2 separate regions of the Mus musculus genome follow, and region 1 is linked to region 2. Evidence: chromatin contacts called from public Hi-C data. All regions are on one chromosome and are shown on one strand. Each heading gives the region's core, a stretch centred on a gene start, on an enhancer-like site or on the middle of the called end of the contact. The rest is flanking DNA. Distances are from core to core; before and after follow the strand shown.

What was found. A called contact is a pair of places that touch in the nucleus more often than the background predicts.
Region 1: a contact with region 2 is called in a Hi-C map of rod photoreceptor, with 2.2 times the contacts expected there. The contact joins the promoter of Nap1l5 here to the enhancer-like site in region 2. A contact is called at or near these places in 5 of 484 Hi-C or Micro-C datasets (centroblasts, centrocytes, group 2 innate lymphoid cells and 2 more), 1 of 115 datasets of contacts at active chromatin or transcription factors (embryonic stem cells) and 1 of 9 other capture datasets (adipose tissue).

What each region holds. Positions count from the first base shown.
Region 1 is chr6:58,905,375-58,908,606 of GRCm38.p6, forward strand. It overlaps Nap1l5 (nucleosome assembly protein 1-like 5), which reads right to left and starts at 1,752. Exons shown (of 1, transcript NM_021432.2): 1 at 1-1,752. The coding sequence starts at 1,593. The coding sequence ends at 1,123. The region is part of intron 23 of Herc3 (hect domain and RLD 3); the gene reads left to right.
Region 2 is chr6:58,857,191-58,860,334 of GRCm38.p6, forward strand. It overlaps Herc3 (hect domain and RLD 3), which reads left to right. Exons shown (of 26, transcript NM_001361966.1): 7 at 505-596; 8 at 1,763-1,893; 9 at 3,062-3,144. Among named protein-coding and RNA genes, the nearest start is that of Herc3, 27 kb to the left of the region's middle. Within about 2 kb of position 1,866, at least 1 of the 459 cell types and tissues checked has an H3K27ac peak or open chromatin away from gene starts, as enhancers often do. A contact at or near this core is called in rod photoreceptor, where this site is marked.

The DNA.
Region 1 (3,232 bases), core at 502-3,001, 48 kb after region 2:
TTAAATGTCTTTTCCCTTCCTTTATGCCCGTCTGTCCTCAAGCAATAAAATTTAATTTTGCACCATTTATTAAGTCACATTTACATAGCAAAATAATGAAGGCACAGCTAATACAAGCAAACTTAAACCCTTTCTATTTCTGAGCTGGGGTTGGGGGTACACACTTGGGTTTGTTCTTCAAGTATATACTTTTTCCAAACATTAGCTTCATTGAGGAGTTCTGATGGTTTTCACAGCTACTTGCTAAAAGCTACAAGACAAAAAGACTTCACAAAGGTCAAACTAGGCAACACTGGATACACATGCTTTACAGAATTGCTACATTCTACATCTCTTCAAGTAAATTATATTTCTAAAATGCTATAAGGTAATTTAACACTTTAAAACATTTGGGGTAATTTTTTACGATTTTGTAAACAAACACTACCAAGAAAACAGGTAACACGGGACCATAACAGATGAACACGTGTTGACAATATTATACATGGAATACACCCTCATTTTTGAAACCATGTTCTTTCTGTAAATGCAAATATTTAAAACATTTTTTCACAACTTGAAATGGCAGTTTTCCTAGCCACATAATCAGTAAATGCTGTCAGTCCAGGCTTGCTCCATGCCAAGGCTCCTCTGGAGTGTAAAGCTGATGTCTGGGTTTGCAAAAGCAAAAGTCTTAAAGATGACGTCGTTCCTGGGTTCCTTTTCCTCTGCGCTGGAAAATGTAAAGAAACTGAAGAATTAAGCATTGAGAAGAGTTCTGTCTTAGCTTGGATGTTCTGGTGTAGTGTGATGAATGGATTTCAACGTGTGACGCACTTTTAATTCCCATCTAACTGACAACCTTTCAACAGTCTCAAGTCCAGTTCTCACAGAAGAGCAGGGAGAAAAAAAAAAGTTTAATTAGGCTTTTTTTTTTTTCTAAAAAACGTCTTTTAGCATCTGTTTTACACAAATAAAAGTCAGATTAGAAACGGGCTAGCCAGAATCTACTTGATTCAATTTAATTTTAGGAATGTCAGAATAGATTCACATTTTATTTTGGGCAAATCCTGAGCCTTTTAAAGTCTGCCGACATTGGAAATAAAAGGGGCAGGGGATTTATCACCTGTCAGCTTGCTGTGCTCACTTCTTGGCGAAGTTGGGACCCCCAGTTGCGCCAGCTGCAGCCTCTTCTTCCTCCTCCTCCTCCTCGTCGTCCTCTTCCTCGTCATCTTCATCATCCTCTCCCTCCAGGGTCCACGCGCAGCCCTCCATCTCTCCGGTGAGCTCCTGGATCTTGGCGAGCAGGGGCTTGTAGATATCGTTGTACTTCTTCTCCAGAGCCTGGAATTCCTTGTCAAACTTGGCCTCGATCTTATCGCAGCGCTTCTGCAGCTTTTTGAGCGCCAGAACCCGGCATTTCACGGAATTGGGCAAGCTCTCCATAAAGTCTTTTTTGGGCTTGGGCGCGTTCTCCGCGGGGGCCTGGGGCTCCTCGGCCGCGGGAGCAGCGGCACTGTCACCGGTCGCGGCATCTTCGCCACCCTGGGCGCCTTCCATTACCTCGTCCTCGGCGCGGCTCTCAGCGGGTCCCTGCTTCTCGGGGTCGGCCATGGCTACTGCTCGGCTCAGCTGGGCTTGTTTGCCGCAGTGGTCTGGTGGTTGCGCAGTCTGCAATAGAGCTGGTCCAGAGAGGTCCTGCAGCTGTGATTGCGGCTGGTCCAGAGTGCGTCTGAAGATGCGGCAAACGCTGACGGCTGTGGTGACGTCCGCGCGGCCGCTTCGCGGCTCGCGGCAAGTGAATGGCTGCTCACTATCAGCTGATGGTTGTGCGCACACACTGCACCAAATTGTTGCTATGCTGCTATCTCCGAGGTCTCTAAAACCTGCCACTTAGACACCCAGCCCTCAGCATCCGCCCCCACCCCTGCAGAACTGGCTGGAACCAGCTCGAGGCTGAGACTGTATTTTTCCATACCTGTTTATACACCCCCCCCCCCCAATCTGTTTACTGTGTGCTCCCCCTCCCATCTTAGTTCTCCAAATCCGCAATGCACCTGACAATCTTTGTTGAAAGTGCGCCATAGCTAATGTTGGTAAGCCTTGGTTATGGGTACATTTCCAAGCCTGACTGCGTCTTAAATTCACTTTCAGAGAACAGAAATGCAGGAGAACCATTTTCCTTCACCTTTGCAGACCCACAGTGCGTGCCTGTATCTGCGCAGACCATCTTTGGCTCTTAGAGCACAGTTAGACATCTCTGTTAAACCTATATCCTCGTGGCAAATTGTTCCGGGAGGGACCTTGGCATTGATTCTGTAAGTGTTTGTGTGGCAAATTTCTGCGCTGTGAGCATTCTAGTAGGTTTCACACAATTGCCTCTGAAAAGAAATAAAGTGAGGGTGAACAGAAGAAATGCAAAGCCCTAGAAGTGTCCAACCGTGTGACATTGTGAAAAGATGCTGTCATGTATAGATGTGTAGGGCCCAATTCAGTTTTTGGGTGGAGGCACACTGCTTCCAGTTAGCAGATTAAACATGCCCATAAAGGCTGGGGAAAAGAGGTCATTTTAATACATCTTGAAATGCGTGTTTGATCCTACACTTCCTTAGGGACCCACAGATGCTTCTACAGTCATTTGTCACCAAACACTTCACAGTTAACCATCTGTTGTTTGAATCTGCTTGTAATTTGTATGTGAGAGCTTTGGAAAAGACCATAAACATCAAAGTCTTGTTTTCTAATAATGAAGTGATCTTTTATTTTTTTCCCCATATAAGCCAGAATTAGAGAGTTATTTGTTTTGTTTATCTATCTATTTATTTATTTATTTAGCTGGTCCAGTCTAGCTTTAAACTATGTGAACTCCAGGTCCTTCCTGCCTCCTTAGAGCTTCTAGAATAAAGAGCAGGGCACAACTTTTAAGTGGTTCCTAGAGGATACATTCATTACCTATTTAGATCTGTCTTTCTCTGTGGTGGGTCTTGCCAGAGTTTTATGCATATGAATTTCATAAGAAATTTCTCTCTTTTACTTCTTACGTGTATTAACTTAATTGTATGTAAACCATTTAGTGCTGACATGGAGTAAGCACTGAATATTTTTAAAGTAAAATTACTGTATTAAAAACAAATACTTTTGTCCCTCTGATGAAAGAAAGTGAAATATACAAAATACCTTTTTAACGTACTTCTGAGTCCTTTAGTTTGTTTTACTCCCCCCTCCTGCCTTGTTCTTTTTTTCATTACATTTT
Region 2 (3,144 bases), core at 616-3,115:
GTAGAAGGAAGGGAGGCAGTGTGGGCACTGCTACCAAGGACCCCTAGGGTACAGTGAGGATTTTCACTTCCTTTCTCAATGAGGGGAAAAGAAATTAATGGTTTTGAAGAGAGGCATGGCCTAGTTTAAGTCACCGGTGGATCAATGGGCAGGGATCTGTTGGAAGGTAGAAATAATAGTCAGGTTTTTGTAGACCTTAATGATGATGATTCTGTTGATTGGCTGTGCAGTTGGAAACAAAGGGAAGGGCGGAAGGATCAGGTTGCATGAGTGGGGCAAGGAGCGATGGCGTGAGCTGGAGTGGACAGAGTTAGAGAATTTAGGAGTTAAAGTTTTAAAAATTAAACTTAGATTTTGTCAGACTTTTCGAGTAGAGTTGGAGACAGAGATGTGAAGTGGATGTTGAGTCAGGAGACTGGGGGATGTGAAATTCTTGCTGCTTGTTGTTTATGTCTCATGCAAAAGGCCAAGGGGAGTGACATGCTGATGCTTAATTTATCTTAGACCGGGAGTCTCCATGCCACGTGAAGCTTTTACGCACACAGAAAGTCGTCTATATTAGTTGTGGAGAGGAGCACACAGCAGTTCTCACAAAGGTGAGGCGCTTAGGGGGCTGGGCTGTGGATGGCGGTGAGATGGGCAATTTCATATGTCGCAGAGTAGCTAACTGTGGAGGAAGGTTACTTTTGCTGGACTTGAATTTTCTCTTTAGCTTCGTTGTGATTGTTTTGGGAGGAGTAGAGTGAAGACTGTTTTTTAAAAACATGTCCATGCTTTCCTCTTGGAAACCCTCTATATTTTCTAGGTAACATTTAAAAATAGCTCAATAGAAATAACTTAAAAGTATGGCATATATACATATGCAAAACACTACCCATTCTTTGTTCTTTAAAAATAATCCATTTGAATATATAAAACAAATAGTAATTTAATTACAAATAGTAATTTATTAATTACGAGTAGTAAATTAATTGCTTTTAAAAACACTAACATACTAGAAAGAATAAAAGTCTGTCCTTCCTTCCTTCCTTCCTTCTTTCTTTTTTTGTGATTGTTTTGAGACAGGGTCTTATGTATTATCTTTATCCTGTCATGCAGCATGCATTAGTATGATTTTCAAGTCCTGTCTCTACCTCCCAGGTACCCGGATTATAGGCATGAGCCAGCATGCTTGGCTTAAAAATGTCTTTTCATATTGAGGACTTGTTGCCATATATTGATGTAGCATTTATTCAAGTACAAATTTAAAATCTTTACTATAGAGTTTATCAAGCCTCAGTTCCTTACATATAAGTGAACCTAACAAGTCCTGCTCATTTCACCTGCTCTTTTCCTTTAAAACTTTTTGCCTCCTCACACATTCCTGCACTTAAAAAAAGGGTCACCTGGAACCAGAGTTACCTGTGGTTGTGAGCTTTGGATGGTGAATGCTGGGAATAGAACTCAGGTCCTCTGAAAGAGCAGCAATTGCTCTTCCTAAACTACTGAGCTAACTCTCTAGCCCTACATCACCTCGCTTTTACATACTCTTAAAATCTCCAATGGCAACCACTCATTTAAGCAGTGCGGACCCATTCCCTAAAGCTGTAGTCTTACATTCCTTTATTCTTTCCCACTTAAGGAATGTTCTTAGAAAATGCTGACGGTCATCAGGTGAGTGTAATACCTAGAACAGACCCGTGAGATGGGATTTTATGAGTAAGTTTTAGAGGACAGCCCTCAAACTCAGTTACCGAGTCACCCAATGCTTGTTCCTTGCTAGAGTGGGGGCGTGTTTACCTTTGGTGCTGGCTCCTGTGGGCAGCTTGGACATGACTCGGTGAATGATGAAGTTAATCCGAGAAGAGTCCTGGAGCTGATGGGCAGTGAAGTAACTCAGATTGCTTGTGGCAGGTGAGTGACCCCAAGAGCTTTCTCGTGGTAGTGATGGTAAAGAGCTGCAGAGTGGATCGGGCGGTGGGAAAGCCTGTGGGCTCACTGAGCCACTGCCATTTAAAGAAATATTTTTGTTGTTTGTTTTCTCCCCACCTCTTTAAGATAGTACTGGTCAGTGTGCCCTATTCTGGCCTTAAACTCGGTATGTAGTGGGGGCTTCCTCCTTTTACCTCCTGAGTGAAGGGACTGCAGGCACGTGCCACCGTGCACAGCTTTGCTTTAGGAAGTCTCAACTGCACGGTCACCTGTGTAGGGAAAGTCAGACTGAAGTAGATAGGGAAAGGAAGGGATTTAGGTAAACAGACGAGCAGGAGGATAATGGACCTCTTATAGAAAAGAGAGGGAAGAAATGAAAAAGCAATGTGACAGGTGCTTATTTGGGTCTGTTCTGTTTTTCTTTCATCCCAAAGGGAGCATGTGGCAGCTTGTTAATCTCTTTTCACAGATTTTCACTTGATCTGTAGGCACATGCATGACCTTTGTCACAGCAATACAACATTGTAATCTATGTTTGGGCTGGTGAGATAGTTCAGTAAGTTACAAGTCTGCCCTACAAGCACAAGGACACAAATTAGGACCCCCACCAAGCACATGAAAAGCCATCTGTAATGTCAGCACTGGAACAGGCTGGGACAGGCGTGCATATTCCCTAAGCTCACTGTCGAGCCGTCTAGTTCAAGAGACTCTTGCCTTTAAAAAGGTTCAGTGAGAGATGATCTTTAAATATACGGAGAAAATTACTTCTGGCCTACCACTTCTGCAGGTATGGATATGCACATACACATACACATGTACAACCTCCATACTAGCAATTATAATGCACGCACACACACACACACACACACACACACACAAACCATAAAATCAAATTATAAAAAACTTCTCGTTTTAAGCCAGTTTATGCTTTAGTGTTGGACCAATTTCAAAGCTGTCATGGGTTTCAGCCTCAATTAGCCATGCCTGATGGGGTGTCAGAAGTTAGGAGTCTGTGATAGACACAAGAACCAGGATAGGCTCCACAAGAACCCCTAGGAATTTCTGTGATTTTATATGAAAGTTAAAATCTCAGGCCAAGCGTACATCATCGCCAGAAGGAATTCTGCCAATGAGTTCATTATTCCCACAGACAGCACACTCTAGCCCTTGTGCCTTCTTCTGGACTCATCTATGCATTTGGTTGTGGAGCTAAAGGTCAGCTGGGAACCGGAC